Linked DNA regions of Mus musculus: all the other regions are linked to region 1. The links are chromatin contacts, called in public ChIA-PET and HiChIP or PLAC-seq maps. All regions are on one chromosome and are shown on one strand. Each heading gives the region's core, a stretch centred on a gene start, on an enhancer-like site or on the middle of the called end of the contact. The rest is flanking DNA. Distances are from core to core; before and after follow the strand shown. Region 1 holds the start of Esyt2 (extended synaptotagmin-like protein 2). Region 2 overlaps Vipr2 (vasoactive intestinal peptide receptor 2). Region 3 overlaps Ncapg2 (non-SMC condensin II complex, subunit G2). Region 4 overlaps Ncapg2 (non-SMC condensin II complex, subunit G2).

Evidence for each region. ChIA-PET counts read pairs in DNA pulled down with a chosen protein or histone mark. HiChIP or PLAC-seq counts read pairs in DNA pulled down with a chosen protein or histone mark.
Region 2: a contact with region 1 is called in an RNA polymerase II ChIA-PET map of memory CD8 T cells, with 99 read pairs. The contact joins the enhancer-like site here to the promoter of Esyt2 in region 1. A contact is called at or near these places in 1 of 39 promoter capture datasets (the HPC-7 cell line), 4 of 115 datasets of contacts at active chromatin or transcription factors (the HPC-7 cell line, bone marrow-derived dendritic cells, effector CD8 T cells and 1 more) and 3 of 9 other capture datasets (adipose tissue, liver and pancreatic islet).
Region 3: an H3K4me3 HiChIP or PLAC-seq map of bone marrow-derived macrophages shows a contact between it and region 1, with 4 times the contacts expected there. The contact joins the enhancer-like site here to the promoter of Esyt2 in region 1. A contact is called at or near these places in 10 of 39 promoter capture datasets (3T3-L1-derived adipocytes, the C10 cell line, the HPC-7 cell line and 7 more), 1 of 15 datasets of contacts at CTCF or cohesin (the NIH/3T3 cell line), 3 of 484 Hi-C or Micro-C datasets (the C10 cell line, bone marrow-derived macrophages and embryonic stem cells), 7 of 115 datasets of contacts at active chromatin or transcription factors (the 230-238 cell line, CD8 T cells, the SCID.adh cell line and 4 more) and 3 of 9 other capture datasets (adipose tissue, liver and pancreatic islet).
Region 4: a contact with region 1 is called in an H3K4me3 HiChIP or PLAC-seq map of bone marrow-derived macrophages, with 4 times the contacts expected there. The contact joins the enhancer-like site here to the promoter of Esyt2 in region 1. A contact is called at or near these places in 11 of 39 promoter capture datasets (the 3T3-L1 cell line, 3T3-L1-derived adipocytes, the C10 cell line and 8 more), 1 of 15 datasets of contacts at CTCF or cohesin (the NIH/3T3 cell line), 1 of 484 Hi-C or Micro-C datasets (embryonic stem cells), 9 of 115 datasets of contacts at active chromatin or transcription factors (the 230-238 cell line, the SCID.adh cell line, bone marrow-derived macrophages and 5 more) and 4 of 9 other capture datasets (adipose tissue, liver, macrophages and 1 more).

What each region holds. Positions count from the first base shown.
Region 1 is chr12:116,279,869-116,282,697 of GRCm38.p6, reverse strand. Esyt2 (extended synaptotagmin-like protein 2) reads right to left here and starts at 1,476. Exons shown (of 22, transcript NM_028731.5): 1 at 1,026-1,476. The coding sequence starts at 1,355.
Region 2 is chr12:116,144,079-116,146,883 of GRCm38.p6, reverse strand. Vipr2 (vasoactive intestinal peptide receptor 2) reads right to left here. Exons shown (of 13, transcript NM_009511.2): 13 at 623-2,747. The coding sequence ends at 2,574. Among named protein-coding and RNA genes, the nearest start is that of Gm23732, 28 kb to the left of the region's middle. Within about 2 kb of position 1,398, at least 78 of the 459 cell types and tissues checked have an H3K27ac peak or open chromatin away from gene starts, as enhancers often do. A contact at or near this core is called in the HPC-7 cell line, effector CD8 T cells and memory CD8 T cells, where this site is marked.
Region 3 is chr12:116,432,530-116,435,229 of GRCm38.p6, reverse strand. It overlaps Ncapg2 (non-SMC condensin II complex, subunit G2), which reads right to left. Exons shown (of 29, transcript NM_133762.4): 17 at 473-646. Among named protein-coding and RNA genes, the nearest start is that of Ncapg2, 28 kb to the right of the region's middle. Within about 2 kb of position 1,304, at least 17 of the 459 cell types and tissues checked have an H3K27ac peak or open chromatin away from gene starts, as enhancers often do. A contact at or near this core is called in the HPC-7 cell line and bone marrow-derived macrophages, where this site is marked.
Region 4 is chr12:116,459,033-116,461,833 of GRCm38.p6, reverse strand. Ncapg2 (non-SMC condensin II complex, subunit G2) reads right to left here. Exons shown (of 29, transcript NM_133762.4): 29 at 1-1,270. The coding sequence ends at 1,219. Among named protein-coding and RNA genes, the nearest start is that of Gm25112, 17 kb to the left of the region's middle. Within about 2 kb of position 1,318, at least 29 of the 459 cell types and tissues checked have an H3K27ac peak or open chromatin away from gene starts, as enhancers often do. A contact at or near this core is called in adipose tissue and bone marrow-derived macrophages, where this site is marked.

The sequences.
Region 1 (2,829 bases), core at 227-2,726:
TTGCTAAGAAAGACAGTGAAGAGAAAAAGATGATAATGCCTTCTCCAATAGGTTCAAATACTCAATAAGTAAAAAGCAATTTTAGGAAAAAATAATCAATACCATAACTTATCATTACTGTTAACACTTTCAAAATCTCCCTCTATATATGTTAGATCCTGGATATTAAATGATCATATCAAAGTGCCTAGTCTTCCCTCTGGTATTTTAAACAATGAAACAAACATTTCAATTCTTCTAACATAAGCTTTTCAGGAACACTTCAATCGTGTTAGACACAACTAAGAAATGAATGAGTCTTCCTGATTTTTTTAATTAACTTCTCCCCATATTGGCTGTCACTACTTTTTAAATCAGAAAGGAGAATCTGGACGGTTCCAGGCCTGCAGCGCCATGCTTGCAAAAGGTTTACAGAATCGCTCTGGACAACTGAGATCTCATCGCCCACCAAGTGTGCTTCTGGGCGGTAGTCACTGCCAGCATGAGAGGAGGAAGAGGCCCAGCAACTAACAATGACCAGTTCTGCCAAGTTAGGAAGTATTCACTACCTGCGCACTTTGCTAGCGATGGGCGAGGAGGACTGAAAGCCAGGAAGAGGACTGAGAGCGGACACTCTCGGAGCAGATAATGACCAGGACACCTCGCCCAGGATGAGGGTGGGGACAGCAATAAGGACACCTGACTTAGGTGGGGGAGGCGGTGCGCTGACACAAGTGAGACTCGGACGCAGACCGTCGCTCAGAGCCGGGGTGGGCCACAGTGGCCAGAACTCCCGAGGAAAGCAGGTGGGCAGAGTGCTGACAGCAGACAGCAGTTTACAGCAGGAGAGGCAGACAGCAGTAAGGTCGCACACCTGACTCGGTCCGGGATCCTGGTTGTGCGGATCCCGGATCGGACGGAGATTCGGAACAAGCGGTGGCTGACACTTCACTCGGGCTGGGGCTTGAGTTCCCCACCCGTCACTGAGAAGGGGAGAAGGGTGGTGCGGACCTGACTCCGCTCAGGTCTGGGGGGGCAACACTCACCCAGGCGGGCAGGTCGCAGGCGCGCACTCCCAGGCGCACAGCTTGCTCCTCGTCCTCCAACAGCGCCAGCGCGCGGCACAGGCGGCTGGCCTTGAGGCCGCGGCTCCGGCGGCACCAGGCGAGCAGCCCGAGCGCCAGCAGCACCCAACTGAAGCTCAGCCCCAGGTAGCCCAGGGCGTACACCGGCAGCAGCAGCGCGAAGCTGCGCGCCAGCTGCCCCAGCAGCCCCGGCAAGTCCACACTCAGAGCGCTGCCCGGGGCCTCGGGCTCGGAGCGGCCCCCAGCCCGGCCAGGACCGGCCTCCGGCCCCTCGCCCCCCGCGCTACTCATCTCCAGCCGCGCTGAGCACTCCTCCCTGCCGAGGCGGGCGCGGCTCTCCCACGGACCGCAGGTCGCTCTAGCCCGCGCGCCAGCGCCCCACTGAGGGGGACCGCGGGCTCCACCGCTCCACTCCTCAAACGGGCGGGACTTGCCGTCATCACAGTGCGCAGGGCCCTCCCCCACCGAGGCCTCTCCCAGAGAGGGGCTTGCTCGGGCTGAGTGCGTGGTTTGGTGACGCAATCAGCATGCGCCCGACTCTTCCTCACTGGGATCCACTGTTCAGAGACAGCCGACCCTGAAAGAATCTAGGGCGGGGCGACGTGTCAGTCGCCAACCGGATCCCGCTCCCTCGTCCGCGCCCTCAGGAAAGATCCCCCGGCGGCGAATGGTCTGTGCCTGGTGTCATCGCGCGGTCGGACCCGCCTCTGCGCTGGGGTTGCTGTGCTGCTACTCTCCGGTCGTTACACCAAGAAGGGGCTGCAGGCGAAGCCATCACGCCAGGCAGGCCCCGCCCCTAACCTGTGAGGGCGGTTCGGTCTGCGCCCTCGGAGGGTGGGCGCCGCGCCAGGGGGACACACCCGGACTTGGCTCGCAGGGACGGCCGGAGAGGGAGGTGTGGCTTCCGCGGGTGTTGGAAGGGAGCAATGGCCCTGACTAGTGGGAAGGCTAGCGGGCTGAGTCCTTTCCAGCTTAGCGGAGAGCTCGGCGTTCGTCAGCCAACCTCTTGCCTGTCCTAGCTCCCTGGCGGAGAACTTGAACTTGCAGGTTCCTAGGGTGAGAGGATGGCTCCTGGGCCTGCCTCTGTGGAATGAGAACTTTGCGCCTGCTGCAGTAAAATTTACCTTGAGGCCTTACTGTGTGGTGGCGCCTCTGGGTCTAGTACTCCTTCAGGTCTGACTTCCCAAACAAAATGGCCCCAGTGAGCTTAGGAAAGCACAGTTGTCATGAAGATTTAAAAAAAAAAAAAAAAAAAAAAAAGGCAGCCAGGGTCCACCACCCCCTACCCCCGTCAAGGCCAAACTCTTAGGGGACATCTGAGGGGACATATGTGAAGCTTGCAAAAAAGAAAAAGGAAAAAAGGGAAGTAAGGAAAGGGAAGAGAAGAGAAAAAAAGACATCTGCTTTAAAGTTTGCTAAAGAGGAGCTGGAGAGATGGCCCAGCACCTGAGAACCCAATTCCTGAGTCAATTCCCAAAATCCACATCTGGCTGTTCACATGCACCTGTATCTAAAGCTCCATGGGATCTAATACCTCTGGTCTTCACAATCGCCTGTACACACACACACACACACACACACACACACAGAGGCATAATTTTTAAGAAAATTTTCCAGGAGGATAATTCCACGACTATGATTGTGGAATGTTGCAGATTCAGAGCCAAGTTATCCTGGGTCATACTTTGTTCCATTAGTAGCCATTCATTGCCCATCTCTTGTGTCTGATTTTATGCCACAATCCTTGTGATTCAAATATTAACCC
Region 2 (2,805 bases), core at 149-2,648, 140 kb after region 1:
CACACACACACACACACACACACACACACACACACACACACACCAGATTTATATCTGAGCACCTCCACATGCACACAGATGTGAACTCCACATAAAATCGACGAACAACCATATACAAATGAGCACATGCACTTACATGTACAACATGTTGTTTCTTAAGCACACATACGTGCACAGGCATGTGCACATCTACAGACACATTTTAGCTTGCTCATGAACAACCATTTACAAATGAGCACATACACATGAGTATAACATGTACTTAAGCATACTAAGCACACATATGCACACAGGCATGTGCACATCACACACACACACACACACACACACACACACACACACACACCCAGACACACACACACACACACACACACTTCTGCTCGCTCTGATGACAAGGCTCGGATTCTGTAGAGCTAAGGGAGCAGATTATGGCTGCAGGGCAGGAATTGCCAGGTATGCTGGACACATCCTCAGGCTGCCACTTATATATCTTGGGTACCTCAGACACAACTTCTTCTATGAGTAATTGTAGGCAGCATGGCCTAGAGTCAGGGCACTCAAGAGTATAGCAGCAGGCAGCTGTGTTCTAGGGCCCCAGCATCATCCATAGCAGACTCTCACACAGAATGAAATAAGGTTTATTGAAGTATATACACAGCTAAGTTCCACTCTGTGTTTGTAGATATTCCACATATAACATGTAAGGTCACATGCTGGTCATATGGTTACTACACCTCTGCTATTGGTGAGTTCCAGCAGTGGCCGCTTTATGATCAGTCCATCTCTTTACCAGGGAAAGGACCCAGCTCTGTTTAGCATTAGCACATGCTGGGCTGAGAGAATGGTGTCCCTGTACATCTGAATATTCCCTGTGCACTCAGTGACTGCTTGTGTTCACATGTTCTACATGTCTCTTCAGGGTCATGGCAGAGTCATACCCAGTTGTTGATAGGACTCTTTCAGATATGGGAGAACTGTGTGTCCTCAGAACTGCTGACTAAGCAGTGAGCTCTGTATGAAGAGAGCCATGGCTGACACCAGGGCTTGTAGCATCCACCTATCGCCACTGCCAACAGCTCTTTTCAGTGTTCCTGAGCTAAGCCATTTACTCCCTATGACTTGTTCTCTAGCCTTGTAGCCCTGGAAGGCAGCAGGGTAGTGGTGTTTTCTAAATCATCTGAGGTGCCTGCCCCATGCAGTTGCAGACAAACTGGAGGCGTTTCAAGCGTTGATGGAGGCAAAAGTCCAGGGGCAGTTCTGTGGGACAGACATTCAGGCCACATGTCAGGCCACGGGGCCTCAGCTAGTCTCTAGATACTTCTTTTCTGTACTAAAGCCCCCACGTACTGGGAGTGGGGCCCCTACTTTGGTGATTTCCTGACCCCGCCAAGACCTCTGGCTCTGGCACAATGGTTGAGATCATTTGTATTCATACTAGCTGGGGCCTACATGCCACAGAAACCACAGGAAACACATTTTGCAGCTCGTTTCCTTGGTGTGTGTGTGTGTGTGTGTGTGTGTGTGTGTGTGTGTGTGTGTGTGTGTGTGTTGGGGGGAAGTTACATAGGCTGTGCCAGAACACTAGGTACAGAACCTACAGTCCTTGCACTGGACCACGACATAGTCTTCCAGGGTCTCTGAGCACTGCAGGGAAAGGCACTCTCTGTCTTCAGCTGCTTTTCCAACCACGACAAGCATTTCCTCAGGTCTGCTTGCCCACAGTTGCAAAAACATCGGAAAAATATGGATTGTTATTGGCAAGTATCGGGTAGGAATACTTGATGCTGTTTTATACTTTGATAAAACAATTCTCTTTTTAAACAGTTTTTAAGATGGCGATTTTCTTTAACAATGCAACAGTTTTCTATTGGCTAGAGAACAAACCCTGGGCTGAATGGACAAGTCACAAGGGCCTTCATGACAACATGGGATCCAGAGCTGCTCACCACTTGTAGGAAGCAGCAGATGCTAAGTGCCTCAGGAGGATATGAGTTCCTGGTTTGGCCAATGAAACATGAATATCCTCTTTGACTTATCTTTGGTCCAGGGAATGGCAAGGGTGTGGCTGTCCAGATGTAGTTCCACAGGACACAACTCAAGGCTAGGGGGACCAGGAAGCTTCTAGGATGAGAAGGTTGCTCTCAACTGCTTTCTATGGTATGCCATAGACTGAGGAGGAATTTCAGAGACATCCATAGGCATGCGTTGGGTGTCACAGGGTGGTGATGCTCAGCTGTTTCTGGACCTGGTTCCCCCTGACAGGAGGCAGTAGGGGAACTGGAATCTTCCTCCTTGTTCTCTTCATAGGTACTAGAATCCAGTTTTGATGTTCACAGCCACCTGGCTTCCTTGCTCTCTTTGAAAGTAGAATATGGCTGAGCCATATTATGAAGAAGATGGCTTAAAGGCTAGAGTTTGACAATAATAATTGGTGTTTCAATCAAGTTACACATGAGGATCAGAGTTAAGGACCAGGGCTGAACCAATAAGGCACCAGACACTGGGGCAGCAGAGGAATCCAGCAAACATATGTCAAACCCAGCAGCACTGACAGCTCTGTACAAGGGACACAGCTAAATGACTGAAGTCTCTGACTGCAGGAAGGACTGGGTGCGGGAGCCACGGTGTATCTGTAGGGCACTTTCTGAGCCATTCCGGGACATGGACCAGCTGTGCAGCCGGTAGTCCCGGCTCCCAGCTTGGGTCAGGCACAGGCCTCGCCATCTTCTTTTCAGTTCACACTGTACCTGGGGATGAGCGTGTTAGTGAAGAGTCAGCTTGAAATGCAGGAACTCGTGAATCCTC
Region 3 (2,700 bases), core at 55-2,554, 150 kb before region 1:
ATATATATGCAAGCAATCAAACTTAATTAAACTCAGGAGATAAAAAAATTGTTTAAAGACTTAAAAGTCAAGCCGGGCGTGGTGGTGCACGCCTTTAATCCCAGCACTCAGGAGGCAGAGGCAGGCGGATTTCTGAGTTCAAGGCCAGCCTGGTCTACAGAGTGAGTTCCAGGACAGCCAGGGCTACACAGAGAAACCCTGTCTCAAAAAAAAAAACAAAAAAAAGTCATGTTGGGGAAAAAATGGCTCAGAGAGCACGAGAGGGAATAAGAAAGGAGAACAGGAGCAGTGCATAGCATCAAAATAAAGGAAGTAAATGAAATCACCAGAGTACATTTTAAGTATATATATATATCTCCTCATGCCAAGGTAAGGGTCACTACAACCTTCCCGCTGTATATACAAGGCAGAACTTCTCCTAAAGATGAAACCTGTCACCATAAGCTTACTTATAAGAATGGTCCAGACTTACCTTGAATACCTTCAGGTACTCTGGAAGCACAGCTGCAAACTTGTTAATGGTATAAATTTTAGCCTCTTTATTATTTTCCAGGCTTCTATGGATGTTCTTCCAGAGGATCACAATGATTTCTAGTAAGCCTGCCATGGACGCAGTGTCGTTCACTGACAATGTTTTATCTAGTACCTAAGACATAAAAAATGCGACTGTGAAAGAATCTAGTAACAAGTATTAAAAGTCCTAAAGCACAGCTCAGAATTACAGACACAAAACAATATAAATAATGTAATATCAACTTCTATGGTACAATAAAACTTTCTTCATTACCTTAGAACCTAACTAGACTAGGAATGTAGATTTATTTCCAAATTTCACCCAAGAAATTAACTGTAAATTAACTCTATTTTTTTAAATGAAAGTCTATATGAACTACGACTTTTGTAAAATCAGAAACTAGTACTCTTTGCCACACCCCATGCAAATGGGATTACAGTACAAGATCTTTGTAAGCATGGCTGTACAACTTTGGCCTACCCAGTAGGCACTGACTGCTAGACACTTTTTTCCTAAGCCCAGTAAGATATAACTCATAGCTGGAAAGTAGTTAATGGTAGCCAACCATCACTAAAATCATAGGTCTCTTAGCTTTATTGAAAACCAAACCTGTTTATACTTTCCTATTATGCTGGTAGTTCACAATGATCCCATAGCAGAAAGTTCAGTGTAAACTAGATGTGCATAACAAAGCCCCTGTCTCAGAGCTGGTGACGTGACCTAGCTTGTGACTGGCCTATCCATGACTGGCCCGTGGAGACACAGACACACAGATGATGGAAGTAACTTCCTCATGTTGAGATGAGGAGGATGACTCAGCTCAGTTCTCACAATTCAGCTGTGAGTACAAAACTGATCCTGATTAATAAGAATACAAAGAAGCAAACATACTTTCTCCCTAGTAGTTGTGTCAGCATGCACTAAATGCTATGAAATGTAGTAAGGCCAATCAGACTGATAAAGCAATCTGCTGGTGGCTTGGATACTACCAGAAGCATAATGTGACAAACTGATCAAAAGTTTTCCTTCTGCCTTGACCTTACCTTTTCTGTGTTCTAACTCTGAACAGAAAACCTCCTTAATAGAATACACGTACATTTATACTGAGCATTACACCCTGTGAACAGCCTAAGAAATAGAAGTCATTTATTTATTTTAAAGTAAACCACAGAAGCTCAATATTTTAGCACAGCAGACTCATTAAAATTTATGAAACCAACTCTTCTCCTTTGAGAATAACACTTGAATAATGTACTAGGTTCTTAAGTAATGGTTCCTTATTTTATTTTAGCATAATACCAGGCTAGACTATACCAGGCCCCTAAGTAATAGTCCCAAGGTTTTATTTTAGCAAAGACTATCTCTGGACATTAATTGATGGTCATGAAAAAGTCTCTGATTGTTTGAGATAGAGTCTTTCTACATTGCCCAGCGTGTACTGGAACTAGCTATGTAGACTAAGCTATTCCATGCTATTCTTTTTTCTTTTTCTTTCTTTTCCTTTCTTATTTATTTATTTATTTATTTATTTATTTATTTATTTATACACTGTACACTATAGCTGTCTCCAGAAAACGGCATCAGATTTTGTTATGGATGGTTGTGAGCTACCATGTGGTTGCTGGGATTTGAACTCAGGACCTTTGGAAGAGCAGACCGCTGAGCCATCTCACCAGCCCCCGACCATGCTAGTCTTGAACTCACAGAGATCCATTTGCCTCTACCACCCAAGTCCTGGAATTAAATTTGTATGCCTCCGTGCCTGGCACCATGAAAAAAGTCTTTAAAAAAAAAATTCTTTAAAACCTTGGGCATAATAGTGTGTGCATATAATCCCAGCACTCAGGAAGCAATAAGGAGGAGGACTGTCACAAATTCAAAACAACCCTGGGACTTCCAGGACAGCCAGGGCTACATAGTGAGACTACCTCAAAAACAAAATATTTTAGCAATATGTATGTTCTAAATGTACTTATATTCTAATATGAGTTACAGTGTAGATGTGTATTCTGAGCCTCTGTCAACCTGGAATGAGAATTTATATAGCAAATTATATGTCTTTACATTAGGTACCGGGGAAATGATGGTCTTTTTTAATGATGTAGAACTTGACCTAAAAGGTACTGCAAGCTTTCACAGTAGTGTGTAGCTGTTAGTAACAAGGTTAAAGAATGTCTTCTAGTGAA
Region 4 (2,801 bases), core at 69-2,568, 180 kb before region 1:
AGGCTACTCAACCCTACTTGCCAGAGTCTTTGCTAGGGAAAGGATGTTGAGGGGGTAATACAGGCTATAGAATTCTAGCATTGCCCTACAGCCCAGCAGATTCTTCCACCATGGTGCTAGTGCCATGGTTCCTCCTATCATTTTTAAGCATTTTTAACGAAGGACATGAACTCATTATTGCCTATGTATGGCTGCATATTATGTCACTTTTAAACAAGATCCTTTTTCTCTTTTGTATCATTAACCCATCATTTATACAGGACCAGGGCAACCCTTTAACTCTTGAGTTCTTTGCTTACTCTTCAATAGTCAATACAGGAAAAGGCCGATGCCTCTGCCATCGACCTGCAGAGGGAAAACAGAGGCAACTGGGCACGTGTATCCACTGAGCAATACTTCACTGTGGCTTGAGAAACAACAATCATTTCTAGGTGGCAACTCACTCCTGGTCCAGGCCTTCCTCAATTCACTTCCACTTTGGTTGGCTTTTGGGCCTTTGTGTTTTGTTTTTGTTTTTTTCTTAATGCCTGCTCTGTCCCTGACTATGCATAGTACACAGCAACACTCAAACAAGAAATCTTCTCTGAACTGAGAATGCCTTTTGTAGAAGGAGGCTGTTGCCCTTAGAGTAAGGCTAAAATGTAAAAGTCACAGCTCAGATGTAAGAGTTGAGCTGAGCCCAAGTGCAATGGAGTAAGCAAGACACTTCATATCAGTGTATATATTACAACTGTTCAACAGAGGGCAATAAAATATTTTGATGAAGTGATTCTTTTTGTCTTTTGAAGAAAGGTCCTGTGTGGGCTAATGATAGCCCTGCTGAAAGGCCAAAGAGAAATCTGTTCCAGGAGAATTTCACAACAAATAATAAATAATGGGTAAGTCACAGGCCAAGGAACGTAAGAGCTGCCCATGCCACAGTTCCTACAAGCTTTGCCAGCTCTTCTGGAGAGAGTGGTGAGCTGCTTGCCAGTCTTTCTCTCACATGACTTTCATCACTCTCCATCTCTGCAAGCTGGTTAAAGGCACAGGGTACAGTAGAGCACCAGTGTTGTACTGGTCTCCATCTTTGGGCACCGTCAGACCTGGGTGTGGTCCTTAGGACTCCGGGCTTAGTCTGATGAAAAAAAAAAAAGCAATATACAAAAGACACACATTTTCACTTTCATGAGTCTTTTCTCTATTTCTACACACCCAGTGTTTTTGACGGTGGTTTTGTCATGGATTCAGAAATTCTCCCAAAGTTCTCATTGATGACTCATATAGGAATCTGAAAGAAATAGAGAAGACACAGATTCAGTTCCCCTCAAATGCAGAGTTTACACATGGTCTGCAGCAGACACATTTGAAAACAGCCTGTGCCCTACACAGAGCACAAGTTTCACAGCCGTAAAGGTAAACAGGCTCAGCACCCAACGCAGAGCCCATACCCTGAGACCCTGGTGATCACATCCAGGCACAGGCTCAGTAGCACCCACTCACTGGCAGCGTCCAGCCAGAGGGTACTTCTCTTAGTACTGCCCTTTTCTGAACTCTACTCTCACTAGCTCCATAGCACACAGAAGCACAATGTGGCTCGTCCTACCCAGCATTCAGTCCTGACCATTTACTGTATATGAGGAAACAAGAAAAATTAAAGCAATCATCCACCTTCACCACCATACTCAACTACTATGGCCACCGCTTCTCTGCCCCCAGTCAAGGGAGGACTGCCTGAATACCCAGCCCAGTGACAGGAACATTGAGGCAGTCTCTCCCCTGTCTTTCAGGGGTCCACTCCAATTTAAGTAACATGGTTGGACAGCTCCTACATAAATTACTGCAGGGTGCCACTGCAGACTTACACATACCTATTTACAAAGTGCAAGGTTCTGTGACATTCCATTGCTGTATATAATTACAAGGACAAGCCACATGTGGCAAGAACATGTTTTCCCACAGAGGCACATAAAGGAGAGTTTAAACATTTAATTGAATAACACTAGCAAGCAATAATAAGTAATGTAAGTAAGTAAACTCACTCCTATCTGCTACACTTGGGAGAAGCACAAAAACACATTACAAGAACAACTTAAAGAAACTGAGGTCATAAGACTCTTGTCTTGGTTTTCTTGGGAGTTTTCTCACAAGCACTCAGAATCCTCACATGACTCCACTCTTGAACCATGTTCTGACACTTCAGTATGGAGATAATTTTCTAAATACAACACCAAAACTCACAGTTGGATTTTGATAAAACTAAAATTCTCTGTTTTTCCAACATGGACCTAAGGTCAACTAGGGGTAGGGGTTGGGGGACACTAATGTAACAAGAGAATAATAAAGGCATAAACCACCAACTAGGTGAAAATATTTGTAAAACATATAAGGAGGTGGTACTAAAAGTATACAAAGATCCTTTCAAATCAAGTAAAGAAAACAATCGACCTAATTAAAATCTGAGCTGAAGATCCTTTTTTCTCTTCATTTTTAATTTTATGTGTATGGGTGTTTTGGCTGCACGAATTTCTAGCATAACATGCAAGTAGTGCTTGCAGAGCCTCGATGAGGGTTGTAAGATTCCTTGGGACTAGAATTACAGGTAGTTGTAAGCTGACATGTGGCTGATGGCAATCAATGTCTGGCTTCAGAAAGAACAACCAGCCAGTGCTCTTAATTGCTGAGATGGCTCTTGATTGTCACCTTAACTACAAATGAGAATGATCTAAAACCCAAGTTGCTTAGTCAGATTACTTGAATTAGGAAGATCCACCTAAATGGGAGGTCACACCTTCTGGAGACAGCCTACACAAAAGGCACAA